Regions from separate parts of the Zea mays genome. Here region 2 is linked to region 1. The links are chromatin contacts, called in public Hi-C maps. All regions are on one chromosome and are shown on one strand. Each heading gives the region's core, a stretch centred on a gene start, on an enhancer-like site or on the middle of the called end of the contact. The rest is flanking DNA. Distances are from core to core; before and after follow the strand shown. Region 1 has its middle 17 kb from the start of LOC118473520. Region 2 holds the start of LOC103641528.

The links. Hi-C and Micro-C count contacts between places; a contact is called where the count stands out from the background.
Region 2: a contact with region 1 is called in a Hi-C map of tassel, with 2.6 times the contacts expected there. The contact joins the promoter of LOC103641528 here to the enhancer-like site in region 1. A contact is called at or near these places in 2 of 25 Hi-C or Micro-C datasets (tassel and an unstated tissue).

The regions. Positions count from the first base shown.
Region 1 is chr10:104,927,561-104,931,416 of Zm-B73-REFERENCE-NAM-5.0, forward strand. No RefSeq gene overlaps it. Among protein-coding and RNA genes, the nearest start is that of LOC118473520, 17 kb to the right of the region's middle. Within about 2 kb of position 1,936, at least 11 of the 20 cell types and tissues checked have an H3K27ac peak or open chromatin away from gene starts, as enhancers often do.
Region 2 is chr10:105,077,577-105,081,249 of Zm-B73-REFERENCE-NAM-5.0, forward strand. LOC103641528 reads right to left here and starts at 2,074. Exons shown (of 1, transcript XM_008664864.4): 1 at 1-2,074. The coding sequence starts at 1,591.

The sequences.
Region 1 (3,856 bases), core at 686-3,185:
TGTAATTCTGTATAAAGGTGGCTTATCTTCACTATAAATAGATGAACATTGCCCTGCATAAAGTACCTTTTGCTGCAGCTACAGCTTTGTAGTGCTTAGCCTTCGAAGAACCATCGTGCATCCTATCACTCAGGAGCCGAAGGTGTGTTTGTGAACATATCCAATGTAACGAGAGACATATTGAAAAGGCAAAGGCAACAGAGATAAGTTCTCGTGTATTATTTCATGTGTCTCTTCGTATCACTTTCCACTTATGATGTATGCGATGGTACAAAACCTTCGTCTTCCATATTCATACTCCGAAGGAGTATCAACAGCAGGACGAAGGTTTTCATAACACTTCGACTAGATTTCTGGTACCTTCAGAGGATTAAAATCACGCATATGACTGCTTCACCTTTTATTGCATGTTTAAACCTTTGTCCTCGGATGATTACACCGTAGGTCTATTATCTTGGGGGCGAAGGTTCTCGTTTCTCAATTTTGTGTTGCCTTGTTTTCGATACCGTACAACAATTGAAAACAAGTGATCAACATTGACGCTCACCTCCAGTGATCCTACGACCATGACGAGCTTCATCACGACGAAGAGTATGGCAAGCCATCAAGCTTCGTCAGCTTCCACGGAGAAGCTTATTTGATCTCCCCATCACCAGGGGCTCAAGTTTTGAACCCGGCAATAAAAAGCAGAAAAAAGAGGCCCAGAGAAGGGTGCAGCATGTAGGTATCCAAGGACCGTACATCAGGACCAAATGGTCTCATATTCCTATTACCTTCTCTCGGGATGATCTTCGTCTCGAAAGGCACACTTGTTCCTTTGCTTCCAAATAGACCAAGCATCTAAGATCACCAACGAATTGAAGCTCTTTTCAAATGATTAGCCACCTTGGTAGAGCAGCGTCGGACACAATTACCTTGTTTTGAATATTGCCTCCAACACTACATTCTATAAGGTAGTTAGCAATAATTTGCAACCTATTTATCACCTCTGTTCGAAGCTAGAGATTTAGGGTGTGTTTGGCATGGCTCTGCTCCACCCCAGAGCAGCTCTACTCTAAAACTCTGGGTGGAGCAGCTCTGCTCCAGAGTTTAGATTGTTTCTCATAACCAGTGGCAATGGCGGGTAAATAACTCAAAACTCCATGACTAGGTTGCTTTTTTGGAGTTTTCAGAGCAGCAAAAGAGGTACTCCAAAAAATTGTACTGTAGCTCCAAAAACTCCATAGAGTTTACAACTCTGGAGTTAGGGTGTTTGGCATGCTCTGGCCAGCTCCTCCTTGGAGTTTTGCTCTGGAGCCATGCCAAACAGGCCCTTAATTTACCCGGTTTCGAGAGGCTACAAGCTTCAAACTTCGTATTATCAGGTCGGATATGTGTAAAACGGCATCTTTATTAGAAAAAATGCTGCATGCAGTCAAAACAAAATATCGTATTTAATTTGTGAAAAGCTAGGAATTGAAGAAAAGCAAAAACAGATCTGGTTCATATGTACGGTTGAAGGTGACATTTTCCATTTGGCCACCACCACTCATGCATGACCAATCATGTATATATTGACAAAATGGAAATTTTCTGGACCAAACAGATCCTTGTCAGATCTAGCAATTAGTGTTTCTTCATTTTATACATCCACTGGCACCACTGTTCAGTGAAATTATAATAGATTATTGCAATATATATATGATATAAAGCGATGATGGATCCATGAAAACAAGATCGGTATGATTTCATCTGTTTTATTTGGGATTTGTTTAATTTAGGAGTGCATTATCAACTCATCAGCTACATTATTATAACGAATTATATTTGAATTGGATAGTAGTAGAGCTTGAACCGATGTATACATAAACTGATTATCTAATAAGCTCACATCCCCATGCATGCAGTATTATGAACCCCACCAATTCCTCTTTCGGGATAGGGACAGCAGTAGCATTCCTTTTGATGAAGACGACGGTATGTATTACGTATGTGTGTAGGTCCCCCATGCATCACATGGTACCACTGCACGCACCCAAGCTTTTGATGCTGCTGATCCATCAGACGTATATATATGTTCACATGCATGGCCTCTAATAGCAACTTGTTATAATACGTCGACGATGTGACTCGTTAATTGTTTGTTAACCATCCGACTTTCTGCTGCCTGAACCTGACACATCCACAGTGATATATTAATCCATGTCGCTTATCATACTGGAAAAGGAGATGCTGCTACTGTTCATCTAGATGCTACTGGCTACTACACCTCAATTTTAGTGCCGACGGCTAATTATCTGTAGCAGTAGTAGTATCTTAAAGAGTGGTCCATTAGAAAGTAGTATCATACTGTGTAGAAAGGAACTTTAGGGGCCGGAGCACTGATCAATGTTTTGCTTACCTACTAGGGGTTCTAATTTTATAATCTTATAGAAACTATTTGCAGCCAGTTCGCCTATAGCTAGCTTAATTAGCTAGGTATAACTGTGTACTGGCTACGAACGCATATTATTATTGGCCGAATCACTACTGACTACCATGCATGCTTGCCCACTACAAAACCGAAATTTTCCAAAAGCGACCCAACCACTTACCAACTTTTGCTCCGCAAGTACTATTTGGAGAGGGATATTTAGGACGTCAAGAACTGAATTTAGGCCCCGTTTGGTTAGGGGTAACTAAAGTTTAGTGACTAAATTTTAGTCACTTTTAGTCCCTAAAGAAGCAAACATGGTGACTAAAATGGGATGACTAAACTTTAGTTCTTTAGTCACCAAGGGGTGACTAAAAGGGACTAAAGTAGTATTTTTACCTTATTTGCCCTCTCAACTTTCTTCTTATAGTAAACATCTATTAATTAATAGGGGTAAAACAGTCATTATTCACAGCAATTAATGCTCTTTAGTTCGGTTTAGTCACTGGAATCAAACAGGATACTTTAGCAACTAAACTTTAGTCACTAAAATTTAGTCGAGTGACTAAAGAAACCAAACAGGGCCTTAGTTAAAGAGGATCACTGCTGGGACATGCATGCATGATTGCTATGAGAGAGAAAGAACGCATATTATTCCATCGTCCGTCTGTAATGTAACATAGTGTATTAGAAAATTTTAAGACAAGGAAATCATCAAAGAATAGTGTAAAACAGTATAGTGTACAGCCATTTGTAAGGTAACCCTAGAGAGTATATATAGCCAGCAGTGATCGTGGTGGATATGTCCCGTCAGAACTGAAATAGTATTGCAAGTCGAGATCTCATTATGATCGATGCGCGCAAATCTTCTTTCTTTCTTTTTTTTTGGTGCACACTGGGGTTCGGACTGACGCAGACAAAAGCAAGCCGACTAATCATATCGACTCGTATCGATCCGATCATTTAATTAATTAATTAGCTCGCGGCGCACTGTCATATAGGAGTAACACGCATATCCATCTTCGTCTTGTTTTTAATCAATGACACCAAAGAATGTAATGCGTATTTTATTTTATTTTATTTATTTATTCATTCATTCACTGTTGCTATGGCAGCTAGTAGCTAGGTTCTTTGAGCGCGGCTTGGATGGACCACAGACAGCCACAGGGAGGGAGATGGATAGAAACCCCAGTTCCAGTAGTTGACCGGCCGCCGGTCACGAGAGCTCTGATCGAGAAGCTGCTAGCTTTTAGCATATCGATCGTCGTCGCTGGCCTGAGCCTGACGCCGCTGTTTTGCGCGCGTGGGCGCCTGCAGGCTCTTGTTTGTTCGCTTCTTTTTGACACTGGCGGGGCTCTAGCTGCCCGGCCGGCGTCTGCGTTCTGTGTGGCTCCTGTCCTGCTAGCTGCTGCATCGCATCATCAATGGCACCGCGCGCACCGCAACAAAGGGACGGGGACGGAC
Region 2 (3,673 bases), core at 824-3,323, 150 kb after region 1:
CCATCTCCTTCACCATGTCGGTGATCAGCTTCACCAGCGAGTGCGCCGCCTCCACCTCGGCCCAGAACGCCGCGCTGTGCACCATGTCTACCATCTCCCGCGCGGTAGAGTCGTCGACGCACAGCAGCTTGAACGGCTCCTCGAGCACGGAGAGCTGGAGCGGCCGCGCACAGGTCAGCACGTCATCGAGCATCGCGAATGCCGCGCTGATCTCGGTGTCGCCATTCGACAGCGGAGCCGCGACGCGCAGGAGCCCAGCGTGCCCAAGCTCCTGGACTTGGTGCCGTCGCAGCAGCGCCCCCACGGCCGGGGTGGTGTTGAAGTAGGCGGCCATCCTGGCACAGTTGGTGGCGGCGGAATGGACCACAGGGAGCTCGCGCGCCAGGTCTTTCGCCACGCGTGCCAAGCAATGGGCCTGGCACGAGAGGTTCACCATCCACGGGTGCTTGCTCTCGAGATCGCGCAGAGCCTTGGAGCCGAAGCGGTCAGCGACGACGCTGGCGCAATGGCGGAGGTCGGCGGAGGCTGCGACGGACGAGGCGGCGTCCAGCAGCACCACCTCGGCGTAGTCGGACGACGGCGGCGCCGGCATGGGCACGGCGTGGTGGAAGACGGACGTGCCGTTGGGGAGGTTGACGGCGAGCGTGACTACCCGGTCGCGCCACCCGTCCGCGGCGAGCTGGAAGAAGCGCGCGTCCCGGACGCGCGCGGCGGCGTCGGCGCGGGCCTCGGCGAAGCGCGCCTCGAGGCGTCCGCGGGTTAGGTCAGCGCGCGACAGCTCCGGGATGCCGACCTGGCGCAGGAAAGCCTTGAGCTTGGGGTGCTCCGCCGCGGCCAGGGAGACGCTCCCGGACGACTCGAGGAACCAGTCCGCGAGCAGCGCGAGCGCCGCGTCGGCCTGGTGGCGCGGCAGCATCGACCCCGGTGACCCGACGGGCGACTTGAGGCGCTTGACGCTGTCCTCGAGGCGCGCCAGCGCACCTAGGTCGCCTCGGCCGCCCGAGAGGACCTGGTGGCGCGGCGCGGGCAGCGCCGGTGGCGTGGGAGGCGTGGAGTAGATGGCCGGCTCGCCAACCACCACGTGCTGCGAGGAGGCCGCCTCCACGGCCGCGTACGCCGCTGCCAGCGCGTGGCGCTTGCGGCGGCCGCCGCCGGTGGAGTGGCGGCGCTGCGACGACGGCGGGAAGGAGGAGATGGGCACGACGGAGGACGCCGCGACGATGGAGAGCGGCGGCGGCGGCGGCGGCGGGGTGGAGACAGGCGCGGAGGCTGCCAGCGGCGACGTGAAGTTGTGGCAGGCGCCGCGCTTGAGGTGCTCGGAGGCGGTGCGCGACGGGTTGGAGGCGGAGAACGTGGCGGCGCACAGCGTGCAGCGCAGGCGCGCCATCTTGGGCGGCTGCCCGGACGCGGGCGGCGGCACGAGCACGGGCTCCAGGTGCGCCCAGTACCAGGCGCCCTTGCCCTTGATGGCCTTGGCGCGCACCTGCACCAGCGCCTCGTACCGCTTCCTGGCCGCCGCCTCCTCGGCCACCATTGCCCCCGCCTCCGCCGGCGCGGACGCTGACGCCGACGCGCCCTCCTCGGCCGACATGGCGTCACGCGGCCGTCATGTCCGCGGTTACGTCGGTTTGGTTCGTTTGCCTGCTGCTGGACCTGCCTTTGTTTCCTTTCCTCTCGCGGGGCGCGGCGGGGCGCGGCGGGGGAACTGGGAAGCCCAAAGGCCAAAGCCAACAGAAAAGAAGAAAAACAAAAACCCGAAGGGTGACACGGGAGTACGGGACGGTGCCTCGCGCACTCGCCCAGACGCCCTCGCTCGCCGCGGCACTATTTTTTGTGATTTTTCTCGGCCCCCAATTGCTACTCGCTCTTGTAGTCTTGTGCCCGCTTTGCTTGGCTTTGGTCTTTGGCGGATATAGAGAAGCAAGCCAATGTCTCCAGAACCCAGGCCTTCTGTATCTGTCTGTGGCTTCTCTCTCTACAGCACACTGTTCATCTTGGTTTCTCGAGCTCTCTATACTTGTGACTTGTGCTTGGAGCACTTTGAGACCGTCTAGCGAGAGCCGAGCAGGCAGGAACTCACGAGTCTAGAGGTCAAGCCTGGAATATAAAGGCACTCAGTCACCTCTCTCTCTATATCTCTCTCCCTCTCCCTCTCCCTCTCCTGCCTACCCGCACCACTCACAACTCAGAGGACTGTATCTCCTTTCTCGCACAGACTCTCTCTCTCTCTCTACTACTACATACATAGTCTATAAAAGTCTACCTCTACCACTACTATAATAGTAGCTGTGGTAGTATTTTTCGATATTTTCCCGGTGGGTCTTTGGTAGGACTTGACTGCCTGCTACTTCATCAGGACTGCAAAGAGGAGTGCACTGATCTAATACACCAGTGTGTTGCTTTATCACAGTACAAACGCGCACTATTATAACAGTAGTATAATAGTAGTATATGGAAAAAAAGGTTGAGAGAGAAAGAGATCAGTAGTACGAGCGAGCTGCGTTGGTGCCGCTGCGTCCGCGCCCGACAATTATTGCGGTGGAACAGTTGGCGAGAGACCACACCACAACCCTTCCCTTTTGACACCGCGACAGAGAGATAAGTCTATACTATATTTAAAGCATCAGTTTCAACGGTCGTCATGCGTTATTTTTTTTACAAATAACCCCTCACAGCTATTTCAAATTAATTCGTTGCACGACGACGCCCGACACGGGCTAGATGCACGCGGGCCACAACTATGGCACAGACACGTCATGTCGGCCAGATAACTGTGTCGGGCCAGCCCGTTAGCCCGTCGATCCATTTAATTAAATCAGCGTAACAACGCCCGACACGGGCTAGATGCACGCGGGCCACAACTATGGCACAAGCACGTCATGTCAGCCAGATAACTGTGTCGGGCCAGCCCGTTAGCCCGTCGATCCATTTAATTAAATCAGCGTAACGACGCCCGACACAGGCTAGATGCACGCGGGCCACAACTATGGCACATACACGTCATGTCGGCCTGCTGACCATTTAATTAAATCAGCGTAAAATGTTAAAAAAACGGTGTAGGAGGTGGGGTTCGAACTCATGCCCTGGAAGAAGGGCGGGAGACACTGTGTGAAACTGTCTAACCAGTAGAACATCACGCTAAGATTTTTTTAATATTGAATATAAATTGTATATATGTATATATGTTTTTGTAAAATAAAAAATAATCATGTCGCGCCGGGCCAGCACTACGGGCCGAGGCTACAGCCCAAGCACGGCACGACATTCTTGGCTCTTGCAAGCATTAGGTCGTTTCTGAGACCACATTAGCGCAATTGACTACATGATGTTTGAGGTTGCTGAATTGGATGGAGCAGCAATGATTTGTCACACTAACACCAAAATGAAAGGTTATTTGTTGTTTTTAAACGTTAGTAATTGCTACGAAGTAGCATAATTTATATGGAGCGCATTCAGTTTTTATTGATGTCTGACTTTAGCAATCACTCCATATTTTGATCTATCTTTTTTATAAGTTTGACTTCATGGGACTTGTTTTAGAAACTTGATCTCACAAACTTTGGTATGATGGAATTATGTCATTTTATAATCTATGTTCATTCAGTCAATCGTTGTGAACTCTCTTCTAATCGCTCACTTCATTGGCCGTGTTGAAATTTTTTTGATGGATAGT